2 separate regions of the Sus scrofa genome follow, and region 2 is linked to region 1. Evidence: chromatin contacts called from public HiChIP or PLAC-seq data. All regions are on one chromosome and are shown on one strand. Each heading gives the region's core, a stretch centred on a gene start, on an enhancer-like site or on the middle of the called end of the contact. The rest is flanking DNA. Distances are from core to core; before and after follow the strand shown. Region 1 holds the start of ZFAND5 (zinc finger AN1-type containing 5). Region 2 overlaps TMC1 (transmembrane channel-like protein 1).

Region 1 (5,509 bases), core at 811-3,310:
AATATTAGAGCACTTTCTGCTAGAATGGTTTTGGAGAGTCATGCTATCCAAATTAAGCACAGACTCAGTCACTATCTAATGAAAACTAAAATGCCTTTCCACGCTGAGTTTTAAATTCCCACAGGGACCTAATATTTCTTTAGCTTCAAAGTTTCTTTTGTGTCCAGTATATTCTTTTGCTTGAGTAATTTCTATAATATTTACAATACCAGACTGAGTTAATGCTTTTGATTACTAAATTTTTCTTCACGGCTCTAGAATTTAATTTATATAATCTCTTCTGTTTATGAATACATTCAATGATTTAGATACCTTTAAAATATACTGGTAAACTATCTTTTAAGTTTATCAAATTCTTAACATGTCCAGTCTTCATATTATAAACTTGGCTGATTTGCACGTGTGGGAGTGGATTATGGGGAGGAGGGAGAGAAGATTTAAGAGCGACTACTATTTTACACTTCAAGGTACTTTCAAGATAATGGTTTGCTTGGCCTATATTTTATAACTCTCTCTCCTCTTTGGTCCTTCAATGGGAAGACAAGAATTTCCCCCCACCAACCCTTCCTTACAGTACCAAATCCAGAACTGAACTAGTATTAAATGAAAAGCATACCTGGCTCTGACACCTCTGTTTTCGGGGTAGTTATTTTGTCCTCTCTTGAAATGCTCATTTCGGTCATTTGCTGAGTTACAGGCAAGGCAGCCACAGGCACATTTCTATTTGAGTTCAAGCAAACATTTTTCAAGATGTTAAGGGTACTTCTTTGCGAGGTAATAAGTTGTCAGTTCAATTTAAATCATATATTATTTTCAATAGGATCAAATGGAGCTAAATAATCTAAAAAGGATACCCAGCGCAAATAGTTGAGACTAAGGAAAGCAATTTGATAAATGGCTCACAAAACAAGTCTGCATATTTGTATAGGTTATGATGTTCTATTACAGCCAACTAGAAATTTTTAGCTGTGCCTGTAGTTTGTTTAAGGGCAAAAGGGGCAGCTTTGCCAAAATGCTTTGTGTAGCACGACAATACAGTCTACCATACTCTCATTTTCTACAATCCCTATACCTGAATTACAAGCAAATAAAAGCACAGCATTCTCAACATAGTATCCTTAAAGTCGTTCTGGAATGTGTTATAATACATATCTTTACTCAATGACCTACAAGGTCATATTAAAGGACACTGGAATCCCCAATTATGCAACAGACGCAAAGCCAAGGACATCTAATGTATTAACATCCTTACAATTTATTAACATTCATAATTATGATGTTATAGTTATCTTTATTTCTTCCCTGTTTTATCACGAAAACCCTGAAACATTCAATCTTACCTTGATTTTTCAGATGTGCTGCCAGCAGCACCTTCACAGTTGTTTAAACTAGCATCTGCTCTTTGTACAGATGCAGAATCTGAGGTAGGACTGTTGGAGCCACTAGCTGTCCCTATTTAAAAAAAGGATTGTTAAGCAACAAAACAACACTATAAACACTATGAAAACTATTAATAAGTAACAAATACTTGCATTTAATCAGGTTAGCCACTTAAGCACTTTCACTGTATTGCAGAGCCCTACACTCAAATGACAGCCAAACAAATATATATGTGTATATATATGTAAAATGTCATATCCAGCGAACTTAAGAATAAAACAAAACATAAAAAAAAAGAAAAAAAAAAGAGAAAAAGCTACTAGAAGATGCTTGTAGACAGTCACTCATTCCTCATGTAGCCAGCCATGCCAAGTACTTGGGCTGTTGCTTTAAATTTCAAGCTTTTCTTGGGTCTTCTCTCCTGGGACTTTGAGCATTCTCAGTCTTAGTCCCCAATTCTTGGGTCTCTATTTTCTGTCCACCAATTCTTCAAATGGGTTATTCCTTGGAAACAACTTACCCATTGGACTCATTCTGCCACTATTCTGCTGTCTCTGAAGATGTTCTTTGTAGCAAACAGAACACATTCCATTTGTCCTAGGATTCCCATAAAAGCCACATCCTGTACTACACAGCATGGGCCCTGGGGTCTGGTTAGTCTCCTGAGCCATATTTTTCTGCTATAAACAAAACAAAAACAAAATTTTAGAAACTAGCATATAGTAAAACAATAAAATCATTAAATTAGTGAGTTGCCACTGTACCTTGTTATTCTTAAAAAATAAGCTAAATTTTGAATATTTTGTTGCACTTATGAAACAATGGACATGAACTGCAGATTGCTAATAATTTATTATGACTTTACATTCTTCAGAATAAAAGAAATTTCTCATTAAACATTACAATTAATTTTTTTATTTTACCTATCAGTGTTTTAATTTCTGAAAAGGTCACACTTCTGGATCAGAATTATGTTTAAATCAATTTGGGCAATTAGTATCTTTAAATCACTTTCTGCTCTAGTGCACTACAGGCATATCATTTCAAATAATGACAATTAATTAATGACTCATGGTATCTGTTAGTGGTTCTTTAAATTGGCTGTATATTGGAGGTAGCTCTAAAGACTTCTTAAATCTAACACCTAAAAGTTGGGTCCACTAGTAATTCAACAATTCTCTGATGCAGAGCATCTGTACTTTTAAAATGCTCCAACACCTTTACAGAAGACTGAAAAGAGCTGATAGATCATCTCTTTCTATTACTTTGGCACCAAAAAGTGAAGCTCTTTAACAAAGAATTTAGGTGTCAGCTGCTTAGGAAATTCCTTTCCTTCTTCCTTTGACATGTGAAATCTAGGTCTACGTATACTTTAAAATCAGTGTCTAGAAACCTGCAATGCACAAAATTATCAGCCATAGATTTACTGCTCAGCCAAGGGTTCTATTAAAACTTTTACAAGTGCTTGTCTTTCTTATACCAGAAAATAATGAATTCTTTTCAAACTTGCCAATTACAATAAAGCAAAATGAAGCAAAATAAATACACCACTTTAGTGATGGCTGGTATTTAATGTTAGGTTACCAGAAAGACCTTTACACAGCAAACAAACATACCCTTGCTTTTCCAGAAGCCTTGTTAAAATTAGCACAAATACAGTAATGTTTTGCTAAATTCAGTACAATTTTCCTGAGTTAACAGAACATAAACATTTAATAAACGAAAAAAAACTGGAGAGTTCCTGTGTCACCTTGAAATGTGTATGAATGTACAAAAAAACTTATTTCAGAGCATTTTTAATCAAAGGGAAGATATTGTGCTATTAACTTATGGTCCCTGTCATTTAAATGTACCTTAATGTTGACAATGAGGTCATTTTTAAGTTATGAACATTTCAGATAAGTGCACGGAAGTACTTCAAAAGCTAGAGCTTGCTATTTCCTAGAATCTCATGGCTTTTCCAACCACCACATACTAGGATACTCTCTTTACTTATGTTTTAATGAGTATTAACACTTCTTACTAAAATTATAAAAAAGGGAGAAGCAGACTAATCAAATTTAACCTGGCCAGAATCGTGACAATTATTCCCTAAAGCATTTAAACGGGACAGTCATCTTTCCTTTTGTCAGCAAAAAAGACACCTTGGTTCAAACTTGAAAATATTTCAAGCCAATCAAGCTTGTATGGAGTGACCGATATTTGCAACTTACTTCAGACAATAGTACTAATTTAGTTGATACTGTCTCTTTAAATAGCAAGTGGAATTTAGCTGACTCATTTTGGAGCAGGGTAGTATAAACATTTCAACATAACTTATGAAGTTTATTAATAAACACTTTCAACTAGGTTTAAGTACTAACATGTGCAAAAAAATGCTTCAAATAATAAATTGTGTATTTATTTGCATGCCCACCATGCAAAGTATGTGAATCTTTTTGCCTTACACAAAAAGTAGGATTATTCCTCGAAGCCAGTTTAATGCTAGCTAGCTCACTTTCTATACTAACTTCTAGATTCATCTTACAGAGGCTTTAGAAGTAAATTGACCTAAAGTCAACCAGTATTAATATTAGCTAACCTGATTCTTAAAATCTTATTTTTTTTTTATATAAATGGGGCTGGGGGAATCTTATTATTTCACATGCAAAATTACTTGTATCCTTCTTCAGAAAACACATCTACTTTCAATTCACTTATAAATAGCCTCCAAATTCTGAGACAGGAGACACCAAGACTTTAGTCTTCTACAAGGATTCCCATCCGTAATTTTTACCCCCCCTCAAAGCCAGCATTTAAATGCCATCACATGTGCACAGCTTGCCTTAATATTTCTCAGAAGCTTAGATCACATGGGGGGGAGCGCTTCAGCCTGTCACAAGGCTGCAATGTGACAGGCTGAGCTGGATGGAGGCTCTCACATAAAGCCTAGTCAACAGGGGCCTCTGAAATCAGCTTCTATTTATATCTCAGAGCCTGCTAACTCCTACACAACCCCCAAAACTAAGGATGCAGCATTCATATATCCAACGTAATATAGAAAACACACCAAAAGGATGTCATTAAGGTTGCTACAGTTTTTCTAACATAGGGAAGGGTAAAGAACAATGTCAAATTCAAGCCAGAAGATGCAACCATCATTAATCACTCATGAAGCTAAAATGGCCAGGGTTGTTTATAAAAAGCAAGGATAGCGAAGCCAGCATCAAGGCAAAAAGAATCCTGGTTGAAGGTATTTATTTTTTGAGGTGGGTTTGGGGGATGAAGCACTGTGTTTCCCAAACTTGGCAGCATTTTAGAATAATACATATACCATTATTATTTAATACCCTTTAAATTGTTAGAAACTTAAGCATTCATGTGTCAGCTCTATCAGGTATAGCTAAATTGTTAATTTTTATAGTTTTTATAGCTGAAATGCCTATTTTTACAACTTTGGTTACCTCTAATTCACACCTAAAAAACAAATCAAAAAGACTACGGCATATAGGGCATGTAACTGAAAATCTCCCAGCCGCCAATATGAATGTAAAAAATTTTACACTTCTGGTGCACAAAATGTTAAAAGACATTAGAAGTGCCCACCCACTTGGAGTCGAGACCAGGAGTTCTAGTCTCTAATCTACCTCTAAGTAAGCCAGTGACCTTGGGCGAGCCCTTACTTTCCAGATCTCAGTTCCCTCTTGCCAAATGGAGGTTAGTGTGATTTTTAAAAGGTTCCTTTTCAGGCTTAATATCGGGCCTGGGGGGTGGGGGGGAAGGAATAAAAAAATCTTTTGAGGACGACATTTTGTGGGAAAAACCTGAAAAAAAAATGCAATGTTTTCACCAATAAAGTTCTGAAATCCTACTTTTAAAAAGAAGTAAAATAAAATTCATTTAGTTTTTTTTTTTTTAAAGCCTGCAAATTACCTAAATGGCCAAGTTTAAGGACAGTGGCTCCGTGACCTATATACTCCTTTACCCTAATATGTCAGACCAGATTCTTCGGAGACGCTAAATCAATCAAGGTAATCCCAGCTTTTCCCCAAAACAGCTCCACAGTGCGTGTAAAGCGAGCAAAGAATTTCACGTTCACCAGCCTAAATGCATGAAACAAAGGAGTAGGTGCTCCACTTCCTTCATGAAA
Region 2 (5,604 bases), core at 2,177-4,676, 170 kb after region 1:
TATTTTCCTTTGTACCAGTCCCAGTCAGACCAGATTGAGCTGATGATCCAGTTTCAAAGAATATTTCCTTTTACAAGAGGCATTTCATATCACCCTTTTCTCCAATAATATGGAATCAGTTTTGAAACTCAATTGGAAATCTTACCCATCCAAAGGGAAGTTATAAAAGGCTACCTGCTAACCAGAGGAAGACCAGACTGATATAGGGTGCCAAATTAATTTAAAGTGGATAATGGATTATTTCCTTATCACTTTTTACATCTGTACTGGCTTTGCAATAGGGGTTATGAGAAATATGATGCATGCCAAAGGTGAAACTTTAGAGGTCAACTACTGCAAGAAATATTCTCTGCTCACTTTTCCTATAGTCCCCATGTGCTCTCATATCTCCCTGGGTGTGTGTTGAGTGACCCTGTGTTAGTCAGGGTTTTCCAGAGAAAAGGAAGCAATAGGAGATATATATATATATATGTATATATATAGGGAGAGAGAGATTATATATATAGGGAGAGAGAGAGATTATATATATAGGGAGATTTATTATAAGAATTAGCTCATGCAATTAAGAGAGAGAGAGATTATATATATAGGGAGATTTATTATAAGAATTAGCTCATGCAATTAAGAGACCAAGAGGTCCCACGATCTGATTTCTACAAGGTGGAATACCAGGAAAACCATGGTTTAATTCAGTGTCTGAAAGCCTGAAAACCAGGGGAGTCTTGTTTAAGGGCAGAAGATGGATATGCCCAGCTCAATCAAAGAGAGCAGTTATGTCCTTCTTCCACTTTTTTTGTTCCGTTGAGGCCCTCAACAGATTGGATGATGCCCACTTGTATTGGTAAAAGCAGTCTTCTTTGCATAGTCTACTGATTCAAGTGCTAATCTGATCTGGAAACATCCTTCCAGAACACCCAGAAATAATGTCTTACCAGATTTCTTGGCATCTCTTAGTCCAGTCAAGTTGACATTAAAATTTAACCATCATACTGTATTCACTCCCATTGTTGGAATTACTCACTCATTGTAACTGTTTACTTATCTGTCTCCATCACAAAGCTCAGCCTCCTAAAAAGGCAAGGCCAGTGCTGTCTGTTCATTCCTCCAGACATAGAACCATGCCCCCATGTACTTATGGGATGGTTTTAGAGGCTGAGACAATTCAGGCTGCTAACAGTCATGAGAGTCCTGTACTTCTTTTGGCCAGGCTTTCTCTCCCATTGCCCACCCTGATCTCCATTTTACCTCCATCTCTCTGTTTAAAAGGAGATGAATAATATTATACTTGTACAGTGGGTTTACATGTATTGTCTTATTTGCATTATCATTCTGCAGTAGTAGATGAGGTTAGAAATGAAATACCATGTTCTTAAATTTGTGAATCTCTGGAACAGGAATTGAGAACAATGACAATATCCTGAGTTTCCCAGAAGGTAACAACCATGGGGATTTTGTGGACATCTGAGAGAAGCACATGCACAGATGGTTTGCCTTTTATTGGCCCATTTTTCCCAGAAGGCAACACTAACTGAAACAAAGGAAGCTTATACCAGGAGGATATGGGGTCATAGCAGCCTTCAGGGTGGCCCTGGGTCCTTTCTCTGATGTCTGTCTCTCTCCCTCTGGTCTGTTCTGTATTGCTCATCTTATCTTGTAACTTCACAGTCCAGGACTTGTGACATTTTTCTTCTCTAGACTGGAAATGACAGAGCTGTCAAGCATTAGTTTCTGATTGGTATCTCTGAGTCAGGTCAGAGGGCTGTGGTTATTAAAACTGTGCAAAAAAAGTGTATACATGTATGTGTAACTGGTTCACCATGCTGCACAGTAGAAAAAAACTTGTATTGGGGAAATAACAGTTAAAAAAAAAAAAACTGCTCACATGTATCTTCTGAACAGCTAAATAAGTGTCCAGAAATAGAAGAAGAACTTGTTAGGGAAAGGTACCTAGGCGAATGTTTTCAGAGGTAAAGGTGGTGGAAGGCGGGTTTCCTTTGTACCTAAAGAAATAGCACCATTTGGGTAGGAGCCCTGTGGCAGATTCTCCATTAAGATGTCAAAGTCAGAGTTCCTGTCATGGCTCAGGGGTAACGAACCCTACTAGTATCCCTGAGGACACAGTTTGATTCCTGGCCCTGCTCAGTGGGTTAAGGATCTAGCCCTACTGTGAGCTGCAGTGTAGGTTGTAGATGTAGCTCAGATCCCAGTCAATGTCAACTGTATGAAATCACTTCCAGAAAGCAAATCATGAAAAAGTCCAACTTCATAGAGCTAGAACTATGATCATGGTAAGCTCTGACACCTGTAGTACAGTTGGCCAAGAGGGAAAAAATATACTTGAACTCTGAGGATACCCATAAATATTTTGGATAATCTCAGCTTGTATTACAGATGTGTCTTCTCCTATATTCCTCTCCCTTCACTTTCTCTTTCCTCTCTGATCTCTTTCTCTAGACCCTCTTATTTCTGTTCTTTCCCTTCCCTCCTTTACCTTCTCTGATCTTTCCTTCCTCTTCACCTTCAAATGCTCAGTGCCCCTTTGCATCAGTAAATGTGTACCAGACTTGTGCTATTGCCAATTCCCATGCTAAGAGCTGTGGTGTCAGGTGAATCAGTTGTATTTCCTACTCAGTACCAAGGAGTGATTTGATGGGCTTTGCCCAGCCCCTCCTGCAGCCCCAGTTTGTATTTCCTGGAACACTCTCCACTCAACTGCCTTGACTTTCTTATTCTATAATATGGGCAACTGGAATTGTTCTCAATCTTATCAAAAAGTATCCTCGAAAAAAAGTTTTTTTAAAAAATTGATTTATAGCTTACAATCTAAGGGTAAATAATGAGTTTATTATGCAACCATTGTTTTAGGTCAAGTCCCCAAGGTACAGCCTCCAACAATTCCTTTTTCAATAATATCTCTGCCTCTTGTCTTTCCTCTTAGATATCCTGGAGCTGTGATTGCTCCTGCCCTGTGGTGGCTCACCATCTAGGGGAGCAACATTTAGATTAATTGCTTTAAAATTCCTTAATCACTCTGAGAGTTGATATTACTAGCTGGCGCAACTGATTTGGAAATGTCCAGTTTAGTAGACTGTTGTACTTGGGGATGGGCAAAGCAAAGGGACAGAGCCAACAATTCTCAGGATACTCACTCTTAATTGCATAACAGGGAGAGGCATCAATTAACACAGGTACTGGCTGGAACACCTCATAATGCCTCCATTTCTAGTCAGATCAAAAACAGTTCACCCTGTAAATAAATAATAGGTTGGTTTCTGTTGCAGCCTGATTGAGATCAGCTAACCTTTAGGCAAAGAGCATAACTCTTCCTTGCTAAAGCTTTGGGCAAACTCTTTTCAGCTTTATGCAAGGGATTAGGTTAACTCTTGCAAAACTGGTTCACCAGGAACAATGACTAGGTGAATTTTTTTAGTATCTGACGTATTATGTCTGAGCAGCTATAAATAAATTTATAAGCTGGAGTTTCAAGGGCAGGGAGTATTAGCTTGCTGAAAAACAAGCCAACTGAATTATGGGCCTTTACCCAGCCAACATGCTGTGTTTTCATCTTTCCTTCTTGCAATTTTATTTTCTTTATCAAGAACTTTGACTGTCATTTTTTTTTCTTTTTTTTTTTTTTTTGGCTTTTGCCTTTTTAGGTCTACACCTGCAGCATATGGAGGTTCCCAGGCTAGGGGTCTAATCGAAGCTGTTGCTGCTGGCCTACACCAGAGCCACAGCAACGCCAGATCCAAGCCACATCTGCTACCTACACCAAAGCTCATGGCAACACTGGATCCTTAACCAAATGAGTGAGGCCAGGGATCGAACCCACAACCGCATGGTTCCTAGTCGGATTTGTTTCCCCTGTGCCACGATGAGAACTCCTCATTTTTTCCTTTAACAGTAATTTCTCTCTACCCTCTTCCTGTTGTGAATGTATGTGTGTGTGTGTGTGTGTGTGTGTGTGTGTGAGAGTGCGTATGTGAGTGCATGTGTGTTGTATGTGTATATATATCTCTACAGGGGATTAGAGAATCCTAGGTAGGTGTTATTAAATGTATATTTGCTTATTAATCTTTCCAGTAACAAAAGGCAGCCATCAAACAAGCAATACTCTTATCTGTCCTTTGCAGGCAGTGAATCTGAAAGCCCAGAGAAGTTTTCTCTCAAACAGAAAGTGTTTTGGAGTCTGAACAACTTTGCATTTAGACAGTGCAGCATTCAGTTCCAGATCTTGGCAGTGGGGCCAGCAGAGGGTGTGGCAATTACAGACTCTGCCACAGGGCAGAGTTTCCTATGGTGTGTTCTCAGGAGTTACTGACAGGAGGGATGCTACAAATGAATTTATTGAAATAAGGATTTCCAAGGAGGGAACTTTCTTGAAGTATTAAATGTGCTAATATGCTTTGTGCATAGTCAGGATGAGTTATAATATGTGTCATTTTCCATATTTATCATCGAAACTGCATCACCCACAGTCTTTCTCTAAGCCTAGCATTCTGAGAAATACAATTTAGTGGTGCCTGAAGGCCTAGGGAAGGAATGGAATGAATGAGGCATCCCCGAGTACAAAACTAATCCATCATAATTCCTGTTGGTCAGTGGATAATTTTCCACTTTCCACCACTGAAATCGATCTGAGGAGAGTAGCGCAAACTGAGGACTCCTGTTTGAGGGTCCAGGGCTTCTGAAATTTTCCCTGTTCCTTTATACCTTGTTCTACCATGTTCACTTGAAAAATCAACATTAATCCATTTGATTACAGAGCTGAACCTTTCTCCAGAGTAAGTGGTTTTAACCAGGTGTATGTTTAGGCATTATTTATTATCTGTTCATTTACCTTTTTTTAAAGTTCAAGTCAAATCCTGGTAACTGAAGCACATGCTCAAATTGATCCTTTTACCACTCCCCTTTCTTCTCTGCAAGTTGCTTTCTCCAGTTTCTATTAACTCATCACTGCCCTTGAATTTATAGCTTTGTCTTCCCAGTTCCCTGTGTCACCAGCTTGGTCTCTGCTGTCCAGGACTCTGCCTTGGAAATCTTACACTTACTTTTCTATATGTTCTGGAGCTCAACTCTGGCTGGCCTCCCAGAATCACCCAGTCTGCATGCCAATCCTGCTGACTCCACACAGGCTTTTGACTCAGTAATGAGGCCCAGCAATCTCCACTCCTAAATGGCATCTCAGTGGATAGTGATGGCCATTTAGGATTGAGAAACACTGCTGTAGGTTCAGGGAACATATTCTCCCATCTTCTTTCCAAGACCCCCTCCTGGGTCATGATTCCATTTCCCCTGGATCATGATTCCATTTTATACCCTCAGAGGGTATAAAAATGGAAGTGTTTTTGAAGTTTCTGCTATGTCCCAGGTGATATAAATATTTAAATATTAAATGTTCATTTAATCTTCACAGTACTCTTATGGAGTATATATAATCATTTTTATTTTAAGGATGAGGAAACCAAGATTTAGAGACTCTGAGTAATTTTCCCAAAGGTACACAATTAGGAAATGGCAGAGCAGGCTTTCAGACTCCAACTGTCAGCATCTTCAGCCTTGTTAATTAAAAATTGTGGTCCCTGGACCAGCAGAATCAGCATT

Evidence for each region. HiChIP or PLAC-seq counts read pairs in DNA pulled down with a chosen protein or histone mark.
Region 2: a contact with region 1 is called in an H3K27ac HiChIP or PLAC-seq map of skeletal muscle. The contact joins the enhancer-like site here to the promoter of ZFAND5 in region 1. A contact is called at or near these places in 4 of 47 Hi-C or Micro-C datasets (blood, embryonic fibroblasts, fibroblasts and 1 more) and 2 of 2 datasets of contacts at active chromatin or transcription factors (alveolar macrophages and skeletal muscle).

The regions. Positions count from the first base shown.
Region 1 is chr1:225,707,131-225,712,639 of Sscrofa11.1, forward strand. It overlaps ZFAND5 (zinc finger AN1-type containing 5), which reads right to left and starts at 2,061. Exons shown (of 5, transcript NM_001097506.1): 1 at 1,901-2,061; 2 at 1,341-1,452; 3 at 617-720. The coding sequence starts at 2,051.
Region 2 is chr1:225,875,690-225,881,293 of Sscrofa11.1, forward strand. The region is part of intron 2 of TMC1 (transmembrane channel-like protein 1); the gene reads left to right. Among named protein-coding and RNA genes, the nearest start is that of TMC1, 160 kb to the left of the region's middle. Within about 2 kb of position 3,427, at least 4 of the 83 cell types and tissues checked have an H3K27ac peak or open chromatin away from gene starts, as enhancers often do. A contact at or near this core is called in skeletal muscle, where this site is marked.